Linked DNA regions of Rattus norvegicus: region 2 is linked to region 1. A link is a contact called in public Hi-C data. All regions are on one chromosome and are shown on one strand. Each heading gives the region's core, a stretch centred on a gene start, on an enhancer-like site or on the middle of the called end of the contact. The rest is flanking DNA. Distances are from core to core; before and after follow the strand shown.

Region 1 (4,314 bases), core at 329-2,828:
AGATGAAATATTTACGAGGGGAAAAAAAGGGAGGGGGGCTTTGATAGACCAACCAGAAGGTCAGTTCAATTACAGAGTAGGTAATAGAAACCGTGAAGAACAATAGTCAAGAGCTGGTTTCCTCATGGCCCCCAACCCCAGGAGTCTGGGACTCTCTCTGACTGGCTTGGGCCTTCTGAGTCTTAGAGTTGGCTCCCAAGACCATCTATCTTGGGGAAATGTAAAGGAACTGTGAGGAAGCTTTGAAGGAGACCTGGGGGAAGGAAGTCTTGGTGTCTTATGGTTCCTAAAGCAGCTGCTGGGTGGCTAAATCTTGATTTGGTTCCACGGAGTCCTAGCCCTCCCCGAAGTCCTCTTTCAGGAGTGATACCACCAAACTTGGCTGTTCTTCAGGGGCCCACGGAGCCCCAGGAAAGACACCTGAAAAAGCTATGGTCTCATGGGGCTCTTGCCAGCCTTCTAGCCCACCCTCCTAAGTCCACCAGGGGCAGGAGGGGTCAGTAGACTCATCGCTCTGGGTCTCAGACTAACTCCACCACTCTCTGGCTCTGCGTCCCTGGCTGGGTCCTCATTTCTTCTGTATCCCCCTCCTCCCGCCAGGCCTCTAGAGCCCACCTCTAATTGTCCTGATGGGAATAATGGGGGAGCGGGGTTGGCTAGAAAGGCAGGGGGAGGGGAGAATTGCTTAGCGCCATGGCCCCCTCCTCCATATCTTACCCAAGCTAGGGCTGGGGGAACACACCCAGAACTAAGCTCTCAAGCAGGGAAGGGGGTAGAGAGGAGAGAGACCCTAATGGCTATTCTCTGCAAACCCCAGCCTTCCTGGGCAAGACAAACGGCCTCGTCTCCAACCCGTGCCGGCGCTGCTGATAAATATTTAAAGCTAAAAGGCCCGGAGGAAGGGTTGGGGGCGGGCTGGGGGCTTTGAGCTCTTTGGCGTCGGCAAAAAGAGATCCTCCAGGGCCTTGAGAGCACCAAGCAAAACTGGGAGTGGGGGCGGCGCGCGTGGTCCCAGCCCAGACTTAAACGGCGTGGCTATGGCCGATCTGCAGTCGGGAGTAACCTGGACACAGAGAAGGGTGCCCTGGCCGGAAGGGAGCCCTTCTGGGGACTGTGGCCCGGACGTTGCGGCTCGGGACCGCTCAGAGCGCGGTGTTACCTGAGCTTCGCATCCAGGGGTAGATCCGGAAGTTACTCTCGGCCGCCAAGTCCGAGTCCCTCTGCTCCTTGGCGCCAGCCGCCTTGGCGGGGTCGCCCGGACACACCCCGGAGAGGTTCTGCTCAAAGGGCGCGCAGTGCATGTTGAAGGAACTCGGTTCGAGCCCGTAGCCGGCCTCATAGACGCCGGCCGCGCTCTGGCCCGCCATGCCCCCACCGCCGGAGTACAGACCCTGCACCGAGGCGGAGAAGGGGGCGCCCGGACCTGCTCCATAGCCCGGGCGCTGGGGGTTGGAGGCAAAGGCGCAAGAAGTTTGTTCGGGGAAGGCTCCTGGAGCGAAAACCGAACTTGCGGCTGGATATTTAGAAAATAAAGCATTCGCATAATACAATGAACTCATAATTTGGCCGGATGATTTGTAGTCAGGGACGTTTTAGTGTCGGTTTTACGAGATTCCTTGATATATTACAGAATTAGAGTCCAGATTTACACCAAAAGGACCCCCTTTTTCCTCTTCGGACCACGTGACCCCGGCCCACGTGATATCCCCTCGGCCAATGATATAACGGCCTCCCGGAGGCTCCCAGTAATGTGGAAAAAATTGTGTGGCATTGGATTTATAAAATATGATCAATAATGAATGGGAAGGCCGAGCTCTGCGGATTGGGGCTGGGGGCTTAAGGGCTGCTGTCGACCCCCGCGGGCTGGAGGCAGCTTGCAGGCGAGATTTGGGGAGGAAGGAATTGAGTGGAAGAGAAAATAAATAACCGCTGAGCGATCCGTGTTGTCATCCCCCACCCATTTCCCCCAGCCGGTTACAGAGCGAGAGACAGACGCAGGGATTGAATGTTCGTAACTGGGTGGGTGCGTGCTGGCCGAATATTTATTAATTCGGGTTAATTCACCCGAGCTGCTGCTGTTCTCCCAAGAGGAGGGATGAGGCGAGCCTGGCTTCCCAGTTGTCTCTCAGTGCCCCAGTTTGTAGTGACTAGATGTGATCAAGGCGTCCCTAAGGCAGGAATCCAACCCAATAGGCGTTGGACGCTGAGACTTCTTGTGACAATAAAAAGATATACAAAAAAAGAAGAACGGAATGGGAGTGGGGAGAGAAAGGAAGGGAGAAGGGAGGTTTAGGTCTGGCTCGCTGCTTTCCCGGTTCCGGAAGGCGGATGCCTCACTCGGTGGAGCGTGGCTGCCAGGAAGGCAGAGGCAACGAAGGAAGGAAGGCTGCAGCAAGCCGCGGCCTAGAAACTGGGAGAAAGTGGCGACGTCCCAGAAAGGGGAGGTAGGGAGGAATCTCTTCCCTCTGCTCCTGCTTCCCCAACCTGAGTTCAAGAAAAAAAAATGGAAATATAAACTCAGAAGCCTCCCACTGCATCTTTCTCACCACCCCCCCGTAAGCCCCCTCCCCCAACACACAGAAGGAAACAAAGAGCAAAGCGGCAGGGGACACTAGCCACCAGCCTGGGCACATCACTTCTCCAGAGAGGCCTGGGCGCTGGAGTCTCCCCGGCCCCTCAGCCTCGGAACGCAAGGGGAGGGGGTTTCTCTTGGCTCCCCTCCCTCGATCCTCTCTCCTCCAATCACGTTCAGCCGCCTCCCTCACCCCCTGCGCCCCTGGGCCCAGGGACTCGCACCACCTGCTTCCAGCCCCCGCCCCCTCTTCCCAGGGACCTAGCCTAGGCCAGCCCTGGAGCCTGCTGACCAGCTCCCCCCACCCGCAGCCCTGCGCCTAAGAGCGAATGGGGAGCGGCCGCCCGGACCAGTCTCGGGTTCTCGCTTGTAAACTTTATTGTAACTCTTCCGCCCTTTTCAGGCGCAGACAACAGAACAAAGTATAGAGGAACAACAAAATATATAATTAGCCCTCCCTCCCCCCCCCATAAAGCAATTCACAGATACAGGATACATTCTCTTCACAGTAAACCTAAGAACACTTTTAACAATTGCTTACAGCGCGCATGCTAACTAAAGTAATCTCTTTTGAGAAACACTTAAGACAAAATTGTCAAACCAAAGGGAGTGGGGCGGGGGGGGGGACAGGAGGAAAAGAGAGAAGCAAGAGAGAAAGCCAGCTAGGGAGGGCAGCGGGGAGAGGGGGTTGCGAGGAAAGATGTGGAGACGGTGAGAGAAAGAGAGAGAGAAAGAGAGAAAGTGAGAGGGAGACAGAAAGAATTACGGCGTGAATAGGCAGTTTCATGTTGTTGGGAAAACTTAGCAGAAATCGGTACCTCGGTCATTACAAAGAAGCACGTTCAAAGGAAAAAGACCATTGCACAAGGAGGCTTTTTTTTACAAGGGGCGGGGGCGAGGGGATTCTGCCAGGCCGCAGTCGATCACCCTCGCAGGACGAGGGAGTCCTTGCTTAAAATCCTTTTCTTTTTTCTTTTTTTTCCCCCTCGGACCCCCAAGAGAAGGGAAGGAGATCCACGGTAGCTCACACACAGAAGCTATTACGAGATACTACCACTAGCGGGGACTGGCGCGGCGGGGGACGCTGCGGTGGGAGGCCCAGCTCCTGGCTCCGCTCGCGGGGCCGGAGCTCTCGGAGGCGGGGGGCGGGCGGCGGCGGCGTGGTCGCGGGAGGGACCGGCGGACGTGCGGGCTAGTCCGGGCCCGAGCAGTCCCAGCTGGAGCCTACTTTTTGTCACCCTTCTGCGCATCGCCCTGCTCGGCGGTCTCTGGCGCCCGCTCCAGCTTCTCTTTCTCCAGCTCCTCCTGCTCGCATTTACTGCTGGGGAACTTGTCTTTGTTGTTCTCCTTTTTCCACTTCATTCTCCGATTCTGGAACCAGATTTTGACCTGTCTTTCTGTCAGTCCCAGCGCGTGCGATACCTCGATCCTCCGCTTGCGAGTCAGATAGGGATTAAATAGGAACTCCTTCTCCAGCTCCAGGGTCTGGTAGCGGCTGTAGGTCTGGCGGCCTCGCCTGCGTCCGGCGGCTGCTGGGAATGGGGGAAAGGACGAGACAGAGGGGAGGATGGGGGAGGGGGCAGAGACAGAGAGTTGGAAGATTCGTGAACCAGCCTAGAGACCAGGATAATAAGGGCAGGGGACCCTTATGCGGGGGCGGGAGGGGGAGCGCGGAGGACGCGGTCAGCGGGGGAGGGGAGGCGAGAGGGGGGAACTAGACAGCCCTGAATCTGCAGGGCTCA
Region 2 (4,374 bases), core at 734-3,233, 590 kb before region 1:
AAGGCAAGCCCTGGCTCGGAACCGCGGACGCCCTTCCCGAAATCCCTCAGGCTTTGTCCAGTAGTCGGGCTGATGAGGCTATCATCTGGGGAAGCTGGTGCAGCGGCCAAGGTGCCGGGCCTGCCAGGTCAGCCAGGCCTGCTGTCTAGGCGGCTCCAGCTGTATGCAGCAAGCGAGAGGTGGGCGGGAGACACGGTAGCCAGAAGACTGGAGCTGCAGACTTGGGGTCCTCTCTGCGCTATCCGTCATCTCCCCTTCCTCCAACCGCTGCTTTGCTAACCCCCTTCCTATGGGATCAGGGTAGCCTTTAGCCATAGCAAGCTAAGGGACACTTTCTTGTCATTCTTACTCATCTGTAGCCCAGCCTGATCTCAAACACAGTATAGTTAGAAAATGACCTTACATCGCTTCTCGGCCTTTTGGCTAAGATCAAGTGTAGAAAATGACCTTACATTTCTGATTCTCCAGCTTCTACCTCTCGAGAGACCAGATTATAGGCTTGTATGTTCCACACCCTCTGGGACCAAGTGTGAGTAAGAAATTCAGATATTGTAGGATAATGAGGAGGTTACTGTCTACAGAGCAGAAGCTGCCACACATAACTTGAGACTTTTAGGGCCTCAGTGTACTCCTTAATAAAAAGCAGACAGCAACCTATAGTTCGAAGAGTTGAGTGAGTCAGCTCTTCGTGAAGCTCCTAGCTTCTGCCTGGTGCTTCCCATTCCTATCCTCGCACAACTGAAATTGCAGGACCAAGCCAAGTCAGGAGGGGTTGCCAGGAAGCAGTTTACTCCTCCAGGCCTTGGCGCCATCCTAGGGAACATGGATGGAGCCAAGCTCTAAGGGTGGCCGAATATTTGAGCAGTATTTCCAAAGAACTTCCCATCACCACACAGGCCCCCTAATTCCACAATTTTATTGTGCCCTCTTTCCTCTCTCCCAGGGTTTTCTTTTTGCAACTGGGGGCTGTGTGCACAGCGACTCTGGAAAGACACTATAGTAAGCGTTTACAATGAGTAGATTTGCATCCCCGTATCTTCGCCAAGTTCTCTAATTACAGACGTAGTCAAATTCGGTATAAATATCTGGTCTGTTTTGTTTTGTTTTTAGGTAGTGTCTCACGCAACCTAGGCTGGTCTCCCACGCTCACGGCCTGGAAATGGCAACGACGGAGATAGGCTTTTATTAAGATCCAAGGCTCACCACTATTTTATTACAGCGGCTACCAAAAAGCTCTGAGTTGAGAGAGAAGTCACGGGAAGTCACGCGTGATGGTTGCTAAGGCAACGTACAGGCGCTGGTGTCAGAGATCAGGGAGAAACACCCGGAAGAGGGTCCGTTCCATCTCAGGGGCGGAGTTAATTAAGGCCTAGGACCCGGAGGCGTGCCCGTAGCATCCTCCAGGTGGCGCTGTAGGACCACGGATGCGGTGCGGGGGCGGAGCTTCCTGCTTCCCGACGTTCCTGTGGGGGGCGGGGGGCGGGGCGGGGCGGGGCGGGGCGGGGCGGGGCGTGGGAGCCAGCTGCTGAAAACTTCAAGGTATCCAAGAGGATGACACCCCACGCTGCTGTAAAAGAATCCGCGGCGTGGAGACGCCGAAAGCGTACGGGTCACAGAAAAACCGGGGGAAAGTTCAGAGACTGGGACTAGGATAGGAAGCGGGGATCGGGATGCTCAGAAAGTTTATTCATCTCCATCCTTGAGGTTTGTCGCCATGAATCTCCTCCGATGGTCGCCTCTCTGGCTACCCCTGTCCATCCCTCCCCCGACCCCCATCCTTCGCAGCTTCGTAGATACGCGGATGCTCTGCCCACACTCACAGTGGGCACCATTCGGTGCCTCCTCGCCCCCAGATAGCCAGCAAATTATAGGGCTCTACTGCCCAGGACCTGAGCCAAAATAAGAATTCCGCGGTCCCAGGCACGCCAAGGAAAATAGCTAAACAGTTCCTCGGTTTGTCAAAGTTAGCCTGACTCCCTTCCTTTCTGGAGGCTAGAAATGGAAAAAATGACTCAAGGAATCCTAGTGGAGCCTCCCTGTGGGTACTGTACACACAAAACGGGGAAGCCATCTTCGCTTCCCTTTTTCCTGGAAGAATATTATTATTCCTGTCATTGTTACCATGCCTCACCATCGTCTTTAACCGTTCAACCAAGCATGGAAACACCAGGCTATCAGTGTTGCACCCCTCCTTGTGTTAAATACATCCCTTTCCCTTGACCTATTCCAACGCCATTCACAGGTAACACACACACACACACACACACACACACACACACACACACACACATACACACACACACACACACACACGCTTACACACTCACTCCAAAGTCAAGAAAGGCAGTCTTTGGGGAAAAATTGGAAGTTTATTAAGTCCTAGGACTGAGATGTCAGAGGTCCAAGGGGAGGCAATTTTGCTGGTTCCCATGACCCCAGGGGCAGGCCGGGACGCTGAGCAAGGATGACAGAACTGGGGCCAAGCTTTTGGGTCTCAGAATCCCTGGCACGAGGCCTCAGGGAGAGAGGCCGGAGAAGGCAGGGTGGTCTCTCTTGCCTCTTGACATTTTGGGGCTTACGCAGGGACCGGCAAAGGTTCTCTGGGAAAGGAGCCTTGACTCCAAGGTCTTCATTTCAATAACGACCACTTAATTTGTTCCTTGGCTGACTGAAGAACCTGAGGTGAGAGATGTGAGAAATATTTGAAAAATATCAGTGATGCTTTATTGGAGGTCGACCAGGGCGCCTCCCGAGCCCCGGCCACTAGGTGGCAGCAGCTTGCCTCTTCTCAGTTTAAATGAGCCGAGGCTTTGGAGGATAGGGCCGGTCTAGAGGGCTTCTTCCAAACCCTAGCTGGCTACCTCCCAACTATGGGTGAGGCGGTGGCCCCTGCGTCCCCCAAGCCATATCAGGCCACAGTAGTGCCTCCTCACCGCGCCATCAAGCAAGCAGAGACTCGATCCAGGCAGGCTCAACCACGCCTGTGCTCAGATACTTGACACCTTAACAAACCCGTGGCTTTGATCGGGTGTGTTTTCAGCACCCCATCCCATTTGCTGATGTGGCAAAGCTGTCAGGTGTATCTGCCCCTACTGCCAAGAAAAACCTTCTCAGCCCAGCGTGTGCCCATACCTGTGCCACTGTGCACACAAGATGCGAACACATCAGGGACCACGGGACACTCAGACTGCCTCTCTGTGCATTAAGCCTCCCCCAAATTGTACACCCCACACTGTGTATCTCCCTTCTTGCTGGGAACAGCGAAGTTCCTGAATCTCTCCTAGGGAAGTCCTTTCTCCGCATTCCATTTTGTGTTCCTACTATAACCTTCGTGCTTATTTAAGATCTCCACTAACACTCAGACTTGTTGCCTATAAATCTCCTGGGAGTATGAGGCAGGAGGATAATGACTCCGAGGCCAGCCTGGTCTACAAACAAGACCCTAGTTGTCTTTATTCTCTGCTTATTTAGAAAAATAGGAATTGTTTCCTGAGTATGTATAACTTAACTTTTAGGCTCTTTTTTTTTTTTAAAGATTTATTCATTTATTATATATAAGTACACTGTAGCTGTTTTCAGACACACCAGAAGAGGGCATCAGATCTCTTTACAGATGATTGTGAGCCACCAAGTGGTTGCTGGGAATTGAACTCATGACCTCTGGAAGAGCAGTTGGGGCTCTTAACCACTGAGCCATCTCTCCAACCCTTTTTTTTTTTTTTTTTTTTTAAAGATTTATTATGTATACAGCGTTCCACCTGCATGTACACGTGCAGGCCAGAAGAGGGCATCAGATCCCATTACAGATGGTTGTGAGCCACCATGTGGTTGCTGGGAATTGAACTCATGACCTCTGGAAGAGCAGGCAGTGCTCTTAACCACTGAGCCATTTCTCCAGCCCCAACTTTTAGGCTCTTATCATAGAATAAATCATAGAACCATCTACACCATCTAGTTCTTTAAGCAAAACAATTTTACATTTATTTATTTAGTGTCTGTGTGTGTGTGTGTGTGTGTGTGTGTGTGTGTGTGTGTGTGTAGAGTGTGAATGCCGTGGTGCACACATGGAGGCAAGAAGACAACTTGTGGGGCTGGGGATTTAGCTCAGTGGTAGAGCGCTTACCTAGGAAGCGCAAGGCCCTGGGTTCGGTCCCCAGCTCCGAAAAAAAGAACCAAAAAAAAAAAAATTTATTCATTTATTATATATTAAGTATACTGTAGCTGTCTTCAGACACACCAGAAGAGGGCACCAGATCTCTTTTTTTTTTGGTTCTTTTTTTCAGAGCTGGGGACCAAACCCAGGGCCTTGTGTTTCCTAGGCAAGCGCTCTACCACTGAGCTAAATCCCCAACCCCCAGATCTCTTTACAGATGG

What was found. A called contact is a pair of places that touch in the nucleus more often than the background predicts.
Region 2: a contact with region 1 is called in a Hi-C map of Schwann cells, with 8 times the contacts expected there. The contact joins the enhancer-like site here to the promoter of Hoxb7 in region 1. A contact is called at or near these places in 9 of 12 Hi-C or Micro-C datasets (the A7r5 cell line, Schwann cells, frontal cortex and 5 more).

Annotation. Positions count from the first base shown.
Region 1 is chr10:81,746,423-81,750,736 of GRCr8, reverse strand. It overlaps Hoxb7 (homeo box B7), which reads right to left and starts at 1,578. Exons shown (of 2, transcript NM_001017480.1): 1 at 1,160-1,578. The coding sequence starts at 1,559. Hoxb8 (homeo box B8) reads right to left here. Exons shown (of 2, transcript NM_001191649.1): 2 at 3,556-4,104. The coding sequence ends at 3,797.
Region 2 is chr10:82,339,935-82,344,308 of GRCr8, reverse strand. It overlaps Copz2 (COPI coat complex subunit zeta 2), which reads right to left. Exons shown (of 9, transcript NM_001108294.1): 9 at 2,350-2,677. The coding sequence ends at 2,630. Among named protein-coding and RNA genes, the nearest start is that of Mir152, 13 kb to the right of the region's middle. Within about 2 kb of position 1,983, at least 44 of the 93 cell types and tissues checked have an H3K27ac peak or open chromatin away from gene starts, as enhancers often do. A contact at or near this core is called in the A7r5 cell line and Schwann cells, where this site is marked.